3 separate regions of the Pan troglodytes genome follow, and all the other regions are linked to region 2. A link is a contact called in public Hi-C and HiChIP or PLAC-seq data. All regions are on one chromosome and are shown on one strand. The core of a region is the stretch at or near the end of the contact, and the rest is flanking DNA. Distances in the headings are between cores, read along the strand shown.

Region 1 (4,612 bases), core at 1,066-3,565, 180 kb after region 2:
GAGTCACAGATGTCTCCCAATAACTGCAAAAAACAGGTCTTCTAAGAGGGGGAAAGCTTTTCCCCTAAGGTCACATGGCCAAGAAGTGGCAGCACCAGGGTTGAACCCAGATCTGTGGGTCACCAAGCTCTTTCTCATTGACCTGACAAAAACATCATCGACATGTTTTATCCCCAGTAGGGTTGAGACAGGAATGATCCAGGGTGGTCACAGGCAGCCGTTTCACATGACTAGAGGCTACGGGCTGATAAGATCCTGAAAACCAGGGTGTGGACCAAGCTGGCTAAGACCTACTGGACCCAACATGGTGTTACATTCTACCTAGGTTTCACCTAGGATCTCATTATGCACTCATTAAAATACTAAAATTACCCACCCACCAGCGCCCTTGACAGTTCCAGGGACACCCAAATTTGGTGTAAAAATGGGTGGCACCACAGTCCACCTTTTTCCAGTTTTCATGAATATTCCGTCCCTTGGTTAAAGAGATACACAGTGGCCTGTTGTGGTGGCTCACGCCTGTAATCTCAGCACTTTGGGAGGCCAAGGCGGGTGGATCACGAGGTCAGGAGTTTGAGACCAGCCTGGCCAATATGGTGAAACCCCGTCTCTACTAAAAACACAAAAAATTAGCCGGCTGTGATGGCGCACACCTGTAATCCCAGCTACTCAGGAGGCTGAGGCAGGAGAATTGCTTGAACCCGGGAGGCAGAGGTTGCAGTGAGCCGAGATCACACCACTGCACTCCAGCCTGGGTGACAGAGCGAGACTTTGTCTCAAAAAAAAAAAAAAAGAGACACATAAAGGTAGCAGTCCCAAACCACCTTGCCCATCTCTCTCTCTTAAGTACGCCCACTCCCTTTTCTCAAGTGTGGACTTTTCCCTTAACAAAAAAATCTCCGAACTTTTCATGATTTTCTGATTCCTCCTTGAATTCATTCTTGCGACGGTGTTAAGAGCCTGGACACCAGCTGGGGTCGAGGCCCCACCAGCGTCTGGGGAGACCCCTCCTAGCCCAACAGTATCAGGGTCACAAAAATGCCAGGCTTCCTGGCCTCGCATATTTTATGCCCGATTTCTTTCTAGTCTGACTTATTTGCCCGCCCCCCTCCTCCACCTCTGCCTACATATATCCGAATCCCTAGAGGGGCTGTGGGGAGGAAAGACGACTAGGGACACTTTTTTTTTTTTTTTTTTTTTTTGAGACAAGTTTTGCTCCTGTTGCCCAGGCTGGAGTGCAATGGCACGATCTCTGCTCACTGCAACCTCTGCCTCCCAGGTTCAAGCGATTCTCCTGTCTCAGCCTCCCGAGTAGCTGGGATTCCAGGCATGCACCACCACGCCCGGCTAATTTTTGTATGTTTTAGTAGAGGTGGGGTTTTGCCATATTGGCCAGGCTGGTCTTGAACTCCTGACCTCAGATGATCCACCCTCCTCAGCCTCCCAAATTGCTGGGATTACAGGCGTGAGCCACCGCGCCCGGCCTAGGGACACTTTTGGAGGAGTGAGAGGCAGAGAAAGGCTGGAAAGCCTCCCGAAAGAGAGGCTAGACAAGGACGCCCTTCATATGCAAATGGCTTCGCGTGGAGGCGGTGTTAATATTTTGATTCTCTCGGGGGATGTGGTCTTTCATCTTGGGCTATTGAAACAGGAGCGAAGAGAAAGTCTTCCAGGTGTGGCGGAGGCGGGGAGGCTTCCAGCGGGAGGACTGGTGGGGAAATGGGGCGCCCGGGGAGAGTGAAAACGAGACGCCCCTTTTTGAGGCCAAGCCCACCCACGTGGCCATTTCCATTGGCCTCTTGCCTGATTCTCGGTCTCCTGTCCCCCCAACCTCAATTTTTTCCTCTTATTCCCCGTCTCCATCTATGCCTCACCCCTCTTGTCCTGGCATTGACCCCTCCTCCAACTTCCAATTTCAGATTCTGCCTCAGTTTCCCTGTTGACTGTTGAGTTTTTAGGGAGGGGGCGTTCATCATTTCCCTTCTCTGCTACCAGGCCTTCCTCCTATTCCTCTCCCCCAACCATTCGTCCCCGTCCCACCTGCAACGTGGGAAATGCCCCCGGAGGGTGAAATTTACAAACACGTGACGGGCACCCCTCCCCCCACCTCCGCGACCCGCTCCCGGAATGGCCTGGGGGTTGGGGGGCGCTGCCAAGTCCTGTCCTCAGGTCCCCTCGCCGGGGCTGGCTCCCCCACTTCCCCGCCCCTCACCCCCCCACCCGACCCTGCTCGAGCTGCTCCAGAAGAGGAGCTGGGGGCGGGGCGGGGGGCGGAGCCCGCAACAAAGACTCGGAGCGAGCGAGGGGGCGGGGGTGGGGCGGAATCCCGGCCGCCGGCGAGGCGGGGGAGGCGGCGGCGCAGGGTCGCCCCGGCCGGGCGGGCGGGGTCGCGCCTGGTGGCGGTCCCCGCGCCGAGGCGCCGCTAGGGCGGGCGGGGGTCGGGACGCCGGGCTGGGGGCGCGTCATGTGGCCGCTCACGGTCCCGCCGCCGCTGCTGCTGCTGCTGTGCTCAGGCCTGGCCGGACAGGTAGGGGCCCGGCGGGCAGGTGCGGGCGCGGGTGGCTCCGGGAGAGGAGGGGGGCGCGGAGGGTTCCCGGAGAAACGGGGTTGGGAGGCTCCACAAGCCCCCCCAGCTGCAGGGCGGCGAGGGGCGGGGGTCGCAGCGGGGGAGGGGCCGGGACGTGCACTCTCTGGCTTGGGAGAGGACAAGGGGGGCTTCAAATCCAGCCTCAAGCTGGGCTGGTTTGGGGGGTGGCGTCTTTGGGATTCTCAACCCCTCCATGGCCCCGAGCCCCCACCCCGCCATCTCGCTGGAGCTGAATGGGGTTGGGAGGGAAACTTCAGGGGGCATTGGAGGGGGGCGGTTGCTTACCCTTGACTTCCTCTTCGGGGCCGAGATGCCCAGTTTCTGAAGCCCCCCACTCCTCGCCTGCAGCCCCCAGTGTGGGGCAGGGGACGGGACTCACGTGAGAGTGACTGACGGGGACGCGTGTGAAATGCTGTGGGGGTGCAGGGTAAACGTGTGTGTCTTTGTGTCGTGGTTGGGTGTGACCGGGGGGAGTTTGTGTGTGTGGCGGTTGGGGGGCTTGTCCAACTAGTGCCTGAGTTGGGGTGTGATCAGTACGTGAGACAGAGTCTGTGTGTGACCGTGTCCTCATTACTGGCTCCAGATGACTGGGTGTTGTACAATACGTGTGTGGCCAGGTGTGTGGCCGTGTGAGAGCCTTGGAGTGAGCGTGTGCTATTCTGTACCTTTGGGTAAATCACTCTAAAAGGGTGTGTGTGTGTGTGCAAACGTGTCCATCCATGCACGTGTGTGTGTGTGTCTTGGTGCCTTGCTCACAACCGCACACGCCATTCATACCCTTACAGAAGCAGGTCTCCCTCCCCATGGCACCTTTCTCTTGGGCAGGCTCAGGGAGGCTTGCAAAATGTGGGGCGTCCACGCTCTCTTTTGCTATTGGAAAGCCCCTCTCCTCCTCCATCTTGGAAGTGAGAGCACCCCCAAGTTCTCAGATCTGTAGGAGTTCACAGGGGAGCTGGGATCAAAAATAATAAAATAGTCATTATGATAACAGTGATCATTCATTACGTGCTAATTTGAGAGGTGCTGTTTCAATCACACAGCACAGACTAAGGCATTTAACCCCCTCTGCCTCCTCCCTACTAGAGCATGGTATTGTTACCTCATTTTATGGATGGGGAAACTGAGGCACAGAAAAGTTAAATCACTTGCTCAAGCTCGAGAGTGACAGAGGTGGGACTGAACCGAGGCAGTCCGGCTCCTGAGCCCACACGATTACCCTCTTGTTAAATAATCCGCCCCATGGGTGTGGACAGCGTCCGTGAAGACATTGCTAGGTGGGCTTTTAGGTAGATAGGCAGGGGAGAAACAATTTGGGCACCTTCTCCTTATCAAGAAAAGAATCAGACCCTTGTGCTCACCCCGAGGGGGGTGTTGGGAGGAATGGAGGTTAGACTCCAGATAGAAGGATTTCCAGGCCACGAGGAGAGATTGTGGGGTCCCCTCCCTCGCTCCTCCATTTCCCCACGCATCTCAGCACCCACGAGCTGGGTGGGATAGGGAGTGTGCCCAGCCCCAGGCATGAGGACACACACAATAGGTACTCAATGGATGTGTGAGCCGGAGAGAAGCCAAGAGACACACCTGGGAGACGAGAGACCAAAAGAGGCACACACTTGAGAAACCAGTGGAAAAAAAATGAGCCAGGAATCAAGTTGAATTATCCTTGACCTAGCAGAGGAGACAGAGAACCACCCCCTGTGGCTTCTCCTCCACCCCCTGCTAGGGGGGCACTAGATTTTCTGGCTTCTCACCAAGATTGGCTAGGATGCCAGAGTTTGCTGCCAGAATTGCAATTGGAGGGTGACTCCTACAGCCCCCAGGGCTGGGAGGGGGTTGCTTTGGGGGCGGGACTAACGAGGTCAGTGGAGGCGGGGCTAAAGGACAACGGGGGCGTGGCCAAATGAGGTAATCCGTTAGGGCGGGGCTGGTGGAATCCTGCCGCGGGCTGCAGTGCCTCCAGGCGGCCACTGCGGGAACTACATGGTTGTGAAACAGTCTCGGCGCCCCATACACCCCCTTGGCGTT
Region 2 (4,167 bases), core at 98-2,597:
TCAAAGTGCTGGGATTACAGGCGTGAGCCACTGCGTCCGGCATTGTCAAACGTTTTTTGTTCATTATCACCCTTCTTAGGAGAAAACCCGAATTATCCTAAAATTGAATTTACATCAACTAAATTAATTTCAATTTAATTACATTTAATATCTCCCTAAAGGCAGAAACTAAATACTTAGGGATAAATGCTGTCTGATAGAGCTGGCTTTGGAAGACCACAATATCTAAGATTTTTTTCCTCCCTGAGGACCAGTTTTTTCTCCTGGGGAGTCATCATGAATCACTTCGACTGAGGACGGTTGTGCTTAGAGCAAGGAGCTGAGCAATAAACAAGTAAATGCACAAAATTATACCGGAAAGCCAAGAATGCTACAAAGAAAAGAAGAGGGAGTGGCTGAGGGGAGGCCACTTGGCATCTGAATCATTGGGATCGGGAAAGAAGACAAGGAACAGTTTAAGCAAAAGGATTGTTTTCCCCGAACTTTGGTTTCTTTTTTCTTTCTTTTTTTTTTTCTTTTTTAGAGACAGGGGTCTCACTATGTTGCCCAGGCTTGTCTCAAACTCCTGGCCTCAAGCCATCCCCACGCCTGGGTCTCCCAAAGTGCGGGATTACAGGCAGGCGCCACTGCACCCAGTCTGAGCCTCAGTTTCTTCAGCTGTAAAATGGAAGTAATATCCTCCTCACCATGCTTCATATACAATAAGCACTCAATAAGTGAGCTTTATGATTATTATTATTTATTTTAATTTTACTTATTTTTCTGAGACGGAGTCTCACTCTGCAGCCCCAGGCTGGAGTGCAGTGGTGCAATCTCGGCTCACTGCAGCCTCCGCCTCCTGGGTTCAAGCGATTCTCCCGCCTCAGCCTCCTGAGTAGCTGGGATTACAGGTGCCCACCACCACGCCTGGCTAATTTTTTTTTTTTTTTTTTTTTTTTGAGACAGTGTCTCGCTCTGTCGCCAGGCTGGAGTGCAGTGGCGCGATCTCGGCTCACTGCAACCTCCGCCTCCCGGATTCAAGCGATTCTCCTGCCTCAGCCTCCCGAGTAGCTGGAACTGCAGGCACGCACTACCACTCCCAGCTAATTTTTGTGTTTTTAGTAGTGGCGGGGTTTCGCCACGTTGGCCAAGCTTGTCTCGAACTCCTTACCTCAGGTGATCCGCCCGCCTCGACCTCCCAAAGTGCGAGGATTACAGGCTTGAGCCACCTCGCCTGGCCTATTTTAATTTTAAAGGTTAATAGGACCAGCCCTGAAATCAGCCTCTGCCCCGCTGGCCCTACTCTGGTACCAGCAGCGCCCAGTAGCATACACAGCCGCGTGCGCCTCCACCTCCGTCCGCAGGTGTCGCTGTGGGTGCCGCGGCTGGGCCCCTCTAGGCGGCGACGGCGGCACCGGAAGTCTCGTTTTCGCCCGCTTCCGCTCTCTGGCCGGGCTTGGGCTGCGTGGAGAATACATTTTGCGATGCCTACTGGAGACTTTGAGTGAGTCGGCGATCGCGGAAAGGGGCACGGGAAGCGGTTGGGGTGCTCTGGGAAGTATTATGGGGCCTGGGTGCGCCGAGGCTGCGGGAGCCGGGCCTGGCTGACTTAATCTTCGTTCCCCACACATTTGTTTCCGCAGTTCGAAGCCCAGTTGGGCCGACCAGGTGGAGGAGGAGGGGGAGGACGGTAAGTGTACACGGTCGTCCAGGGTATTCGCGGCCAGGCCCAAGCCGTGTGACTGCCGCCTGCTTCCATCTCCCAGTCTGGCACCGTGTACCCACGTCACGGCACGTGTACCCCTGCCCCGCGCCATCCTCCTTGGGACCTGCCTGTTGCCAACTCCAGGTGTTCCCCGGCGGGTCCCTCTTCCTCCCATGCCACTGCCTCCCAGCTGTTCCCCTCCAGGGAGGAAGTTGTAATCTCCCGTCTCCTGTTTCTCTACTGGCGCCTGGTTGGCTTCATGGCCTGGCACCCACCTTCCTACGAGGGATCCCCCATCCTTGCCACTCCGAGTCCCCACAGGGCCATCCCAGTGCGTTGCCTGGCCAGCCCTCTGCCCTTGGCCTGCCTTTCTCCGCTTTTGCTGTAGGCGTCATCCCAAAAGCCCTTCCATCGCAGCTGGGGAGCTCCTGCCCCTGGAGCTGACTCCTCCTCCCTACGCTGCCTTTTGCAGACAAATGTGTCACCAGCGAGCTCCTCAAGGGGATCCCTCTGGCCACAGGTGACACCAGCCCAGAACCAGAGCTACTGCCGGGAGGTGAGTGAGGACTGCCACTCGGTGTCCGGGCTGCCTCTCCCTCCAGCCCTGCCGCTCCTGATCCCCATGACCCAGGGCTCAGTCCTTCTCTGTTTTTCCCCTTCTGCCAGCTCCACTGCCGCCTCCCAAGGAGGTCATCAACGGAAACATAAAGACAGTGACAGAGTACAAGATAGATGAGGATGGCAAGAAGTTCAAGGTGAGGGTGGGGGGTGCAGGGAGTGGGGACCCTTGTGCTTGGGGGCCCATAGACCGGAATGGGGTGGGGTGTGTTGAGGAGGTTGATAAAGGAGATCCCTTGGTCCCAGGAGCCTGACCCTTCTCCCCTCCCATCCTCAGATTGTCCGCACCTTCAGGATTGAGACCCGGAAGGCTTCAAAGGCTGTCGCAAGGAGGAAGGTGAGGCTCTTCTTCCCCAGGGCTAACCTAGAGGAATTGGAAAACCGTGCTCCCGGAGTTTGTGTTTAGAGATGGGGCTTAACTCTTTTTGTTTTTTTTTTGAGACAGAGTGTTGCTCTGTCCCCCAGGCTGAAGTGCAGTGGCATGATCTCAACTCACTGCAACCTCCGCCTCCTGGGTTCAAGTGATTCTCCTGCCTCAGCCTCCTGAGTAGCTGGGGTTACAGGCATGTGCCACCACGCCCAGCTAATTTTTGTACTTTTAGTAGAGACAGGGTTTTGCCATGTTGGCCAGGCTGGTCTCGAACTCCTGACCTCACATGATCTGCACACCTAGGCCTCCCAAAGCGTTGGGATTACAGGTGTGAGCCATCGCACCCGGCCGGGCTTACCTCTTTGTACCTATTTTGTTGAAGCTGAACTGAGGCCTGGGGTGCTTGCACTGTCTTGGGGCCCTGAAAAGTCCAAGGCACAGCAGTCGATAAATAGCAACTAAATAAATGATAAATATCTAATCAAAGTTTGATGATAGATATCAAATTATATTAATAAATATCAACATCGATTGTAAATATCGAATAAAAATTAGATTCTTTTAATTTTTTTAAAGACACAGTGTCCAGTTCTGTTGCCCAGGCTGGAGTACAGTGGCACGATCATAGCTTACTGCAGCCTCGAACTCCCAGGCTCAAGCCATCCTCCCACCCCACCCTCCTGAGTAGCTGAGATTACAGGTGTGCACTGCCACACCGGCTAATTTTAATTGTTTGTAGAGATGGGGTTTCACTATGTTGCCCAGGCTGGTCTCCAGCTCCTGGGCTTGAGAGATCCTCCCACCTTCGCCTCTCAAAGTGCTGGGATTACAGGAGGGAGCCACTGTGCCCAGCCACGGTTAGATTCTTATTCCTCTTGGCCTGTCAACCTGCAGGAACGGAGGCAGGAGGTGGTCGCAGCAGTTTTTGGAAGAAGCGTTAGCAATAAGTATACTTAGAACAGCTTGCTGTGCACTTAATTGTAACATACCCCATGCCAAGCACCTTGCACGAAGTGTTTCTCATTCAGTCTCCTTAGGAGCCCAGGGAGGCAGGAAGCTTTTGTGGTTACCGTTTTATAAGGGAGGAAGCTGAGGCTCAGGTTGTCTAGCTCAAGGGCCCGGAGGTCTAGGTGGACCCCTGCACATCCCTGAGTATTGCGCCCTGGTGGGAGCTGGTCCGCCAGGCTGCGCAGGCCCCACGCTGTGTAGCTGTCACCTGGACCCCGAGGCTGACAGCTGCCCTGCCTCCTGGAGCTCAGGCCTGGCGTGTACTCAGGAAACAACTGTCGCCAGGACTGTTCAGGGAGTGCTTGAGGAGGATGAAAATGGGGTTTGAGGCCCAGACACTCTGGGGGTGGCTGTTGTAGGTCTAGGGTACCCCACTGTGGAACCCAGCCTGCCCCTGTCCTCAACTGTCCCCCATCCCTCCCTGAGCCCAGAACTGGAAGAAGTTCGGGAACTCAGAGTTTGACCCCCCCGGACCCAATGTGGCCAC
Region 3 (4,119 bases), core at 1,430-3,929, 130 kb before region 2:
GCGGGGAGGAAGGACACATGAGAAGCCCAACTCTGCTTCAAACGCTCCCACCCCACTATAGGAAAACCCAGGATTCTCCCTTCTGCCTCCAGGGCCCTGTGCGATTTGCCTCTGCCCCTCACTGACCCCATCTTGAAATTCTGCCTCAGGGCCTTGGCACTTGCTGTTCCCTCTGCCTGAAACACTCTTCTCCTGGATGGTTCTTTCTCAGCCTACAGGTATCAGCTCCAATAACTGCTGAAAGGTACCTTCTAAAGAAAGAGCCACCCTGACCAGGTGCAATGGCTCATGCCTGGAATCCTGGCACTTTGGGAGGCCAAGGCAGGTGGATCACTTGAGGCAAGGAGTAAGACCAGCCTGGGCAACATGGCAAAGTGATGTCTCTCCAAAATATACAAAGATTAGCTGGGCACGGTGGTACATGTCTGTCATTCTGGCTACTCGGGAGGCTGAGGCATGAGAATTAGTAGAACCCAGGAGGCAGAGGTTGAAGTGAGCTGAGAGCGTGCCATTGCACTCCAGCCTGGGCGACAAGAGCGAAACTTCATCTCAAAAAAAAAAAAAAAAGCCACCCCTTCTTCCTTGTTTTTCCTACCATTACTTTTTTCCTGCTATTACACTCCACTTATTGCCACCTTCTTCAGGGACTGGTTTTCCTCTCTAGTTCTATACCATTCCATACAGTCACATACTCAACATCTGAAACATGGCCAGTGCCCCATGCTACAATGTGATTTCGACATAGTTTTAAATACAGGTTAAATACATTATTGAAATCAATTTCACCTGTTTTTTTTTTTTTTTTGAGATGGAGTCTGTCTCTGTCGCCCAGGCTGGAGTGCAGTAGTATAATCACGGCTCACTGCAACCTCCATCTCCCCAGGTGCAAGCGATTCTCATGCCTCAGCCTCCTGAGTAGCTGGGACTACAGGCTTGCACTAAGACGTCCGGCTAATTTTTGTATTTTTAGTAGAGACGGGGTTTCACCATGTTGGCCAGGCTGGTCTGCAACTCCTGGTTTCAAGTGATCCGCCCACCTCGGCCTCCCAATGTGCTGGGATTACAGATGTGAGCCACAGTAACTGGCCCCTACATTTTCTTTTCTTTCTTTTTTTTTTTTTTTTTTTTGAGACAGAGTGTTGCCCAGGATGGAGTGCAGTGGCGCGATCTCGGCTCACTGCAAGCTCCGCCTCCCGGGTTCACGCCATTCTCTTGCCTCAGCCTCCAGAGTACCTGGGACTACAGACGCCCGCCACCACGCGCGGCTAATTTTTTTTTTTTTGTATTTTTAGTAGAGACGGGGTTTCACCATGTTAGCCAGGATGGTCTCGATCTCCTGACCTCGTGATCCGCCCGCCTTGGCCTCCCAAAGTGCTGGGATTACAGGCGTGAGCCACTGCGCCCAGGGTGGCCCCTACATTTTCTTAGAGATGTTATGAACAGCAGGGTAACTAAAATGCAAACAGCCTCTTCCAGGCACCGAGGAATGGTTTAGTCTTTTTAGTGCTCTTATTTGCAAAAACCAGTTAACAAAGATTATCAACATTTCTATAGAACTTATTATGTGCCAGAATTAAGTCATTTATTCATGACAGCAACCTCCCGACCGCTGACAAAATAGGGACACTGAGGGACAAGAGGGGAAGGCAGGATTTGAACCTAATCAGTCGGGCTCCAGAATTCTGTCTCCCTAACCCTTAGATGATGTCACCTCTCAGGCTTCAATCTCACACAGCGCTACAGTTTTGTCATCGTTCCCCTTTGACAGGTGGAGAAACGGAGGCTGTAGAAATTCAGCACTTTCCCAAGGGTACAAGCCCAAAGTCATCGTGACTCCTGAAATCCCGCTCTTCATCCCTCTGCCACTCAGTTCACCATTACAGCCCTCGCTCACCTGGGCGCGGTGGCGAAAACATCGGGGTGCAGGTCGGCCAGGCCCACGCGCTCCTGCTCGAAGCCCCGCAAGGACTCGACCCAGGCCTGCACTGGGCGTCGATGAGTGGGTACCGGGAGCTCGACTTTGCGCAGCACGGGCTCCGGGAGACCTGGAGCGATTGCGGGGGTCAGAGGTTAGGGTCAAGGGTCAGACCTCTCTGTCGCCGCCCTTCCTGGAGCCACCCCGGTTGCCTTACCCTCGCTCGCCACCTGCTCCGGGTTCTCGGTCGCACGCGCTGCCTCTTCCGCCAGGGAACTCAGGCCCTGCAAGGGTTGGGCGAAAGTGAGAGACGACCCCTGGACACCCCCAAATTTCATCCTTCGACCACGCCTCCAGCCCCTGGCCTCACCTGGCAGCCGGTAGGCCGAAGCCAGGCCCGCGCCCCGGCCCGGACCAACTGCAGCATCGCCGCGCAGCCTCCCACGCCGCGGGAGGTCAAGGCCACTGGAGCCTCGCGAGGCGCCGCTGGATGACGTCACGCACGCGACGCCGCCCTACCCGCCGCGACTCCGCGCTGGAAAGCGGGGTGTGCAAAACCGAAGATGGAGGGGGTCCGACCCGGCGTGCCCAGACCTCCACCCCAGGACTAACCCCCAGATCCAATTTTCACTCCTGCCTCAAGGACCCTCCGTAACACTGGGGAACGCGACCTCACAGCAAGAAGACCCAGCTTCCGTAGGCCTAGCATACTTTGGGTCCCGCCTCCGACGAGCCGGTGCAGGAATTCAGCCAATGAGACCTCTCTGGCCCAATTCAGCCAATGACTGTTAAGCCTGAAGGAGTGACCCCCGCCCATAAGTGGGCAGTTCTGGAGCGAGCAACTAAGGAATACAGCCAATAACGCTTAAACTTTTGCTGTTGGTCACGCCCACCGGGCCACGCCTTCATCCCGCCTCCAAGGCTGTCGGAGATGGTTTTTTCTTTATCCAGTTATGTGGTTTTGTTTTTTTATTTGTTTTGTTGTTGTTGTTGTTGTTGTTGTTGTTTTTTGAGACGGAGTCTTGCTCTGTTGCCCAGGCTGGAGTGCAGTGGCGCGATCTCGGCTCACTGCAAGCTCCGCCTACTAGGTTCACGCCATTCTCCTGCCTCAGCCTCCCGAGTAGCTGGGACTGCAGGCGCCCGCCACCACGCCTGGCTAATTTTTTGTATTTTTAGTAGAGACGGGTATCACCGCGTTAGCCAGGATGGTCTCGATCTCCTGACCTCGTGATCCGCCCGCCTCAGCCTTCCAAAGTGCTGGGATTACAGGCGTGAGCCACCGTGCCTGGCGTTTTTTCATTTGTTTAAAGGCAGGGCCTTATTGCCCTCAGAAAGCCTTCAGGATTGGGCCTGCCAGACCATGCCTCCCAGTTTAGATTCCCCAGGGCAGGGCCATGTCCCCCCGAAACCCCTCAGATTAGGTATTTGTGTCCCTTACCCCCTAGACCAGGGTCCTCTCCCCTACCCCTTTAAACCAGGTCCCGTCCCCTCTCAGACCTTCCAGGGCTCTCCAAGGACAGAACAAAGTGGGGAGTCCACAGATCCTGGACTGCCTCCCTTGTCGCCCCCTAACAAATCCGAATGCTTATTTTTAGTTTCTTTGTTTTGGTTTTTAGAGACAAGGTCTTCCTCTGTCGCCCAGGCTGGAGTGCAATGGGCAAGATCATGGCTTACTGCAGCCTCGACCTCCAGAGCTCAAGGGATTCTCCTGCCTCTGTCTCCTGAGTAGCTGGTCTACAGGTGCGCAAGCCCGGCTCATTTTTGTATTGTATTTTTTTATTTTGTATTTGTATTTTGAGATGGAGTATCGCTCTGTCGCCCAGGCCGGAGTGCAGTGGTGCGAGATCGCACATCTCGGCCTCCCGGGTTCAAGCGATTCCCTGCCTCAGCTTACCGAGTAGCTGGGACTACAGGCGCCCGCCACCACGCGCGGCTAACTTTTTGTATTTTTAGTAGAGAGGGGGTTTCACCGTGTTAGCCAGGATGGTCTCAATCTCCTGACCTCGTGATCCGCCCGCCTCGGCTTCCCAAAGTGCTGGGATTACAGGCGTGAGCCACCGAGCCCGGCCCTAATTTTCGTGTTTTTATTAGAGACAGTGTGGCACCACGTTGGCCAGGCTGGTCTTGAACTCCTGACCTCAGGTGATCCACCCGCCTCGGCCTCCCAAAGTGCTGGGATTACAGGCCTGAGCCACCGCGCCCGG

The links. Hi-C and Micro-C count contacts between places; a contact is called where the count stands out from the background. HiChIP or PLAC-seq counts read pairs in DNA pulled down with a chosen protein or histone mark.
Region 1: a contact with region 2 is called in an H3K4me3 HiChIP or PLAC-seq map of stem cell-derived excitatory neurons, with 2.0 times the contacts expected there. The contact joins the promoter of OLFM2 here to the promoter of EIF3G in region 2. A contact is called at or near these places in 3 of 7 Hi-C or Micro-C datasets (blood, induced pluripotent stem cells and stem cell-derived neural progenitor cells) and 1 of 1 datasets of contacts at active chromatin or transcription factors (stem cell-derived excitatory neurons).
Region 3: a Hi-C map of stem cell-derived neural progenitor cells shows a contact between it and region 2, with 4 times the contacts expected there. The contact joins the promoter of MRPL4 here to the promoter of EIF3G in region 2. A contact is called at or near these places in 2 of 7 Hi-C or Micro-C datasets (blood and stem cell-derived neural progenitor cells) and 1 of 1 datasets of contacts at active chromatin or transcription factors (stem cell-derived excitatory neurons).

Annotation. Positions count from the first base shown.
Region 1 is chr20:12,662,607-12,667,218 of NHGRI_mPanTro3-v2.0_pri, reverse strand. It overlaps OLFM2 (olfactomedin 2), which reads left to right and starts at 2,315. Exons shown (of 6, transcript XM_003316100.5): 1 at 2,315-2,527. The coding sequence starts at 2,465.
Region 2 is chr20:12,841,785-12,845,951 of NHGRI_mPanTro3-v2.0_pri, reverse strand. It overlaps EIF3G (eukaryotic translation initiation factor 3 subunit G), which reads left to right and starts at 1,347. Exons shown (of 11, transcript XM_001162705.6): 1 at 1,347-1,483; 2 at 1,623-1,669; 3 at 2,157-2,240; 4 at 2,351-2,439; 5 at 2,580-2,639; 6 at 4,112-4,167. The coding sequence starts at 1,464.
Region 3 is chr20:12,975,732-12,979,850 of NHGRI_mPanTro3-v2.0_pri, reverse strand. MRPL4 (mitochondrial ribosomal protein L4) reads right to left here and starts at 2,679. Exons shown (of 9, transcript XM_001164062.7): 1 at 2,286-2,679; 2 at 2,133-2,199; 3 at 1,895-2,045. The coding sequence starts at 2,342.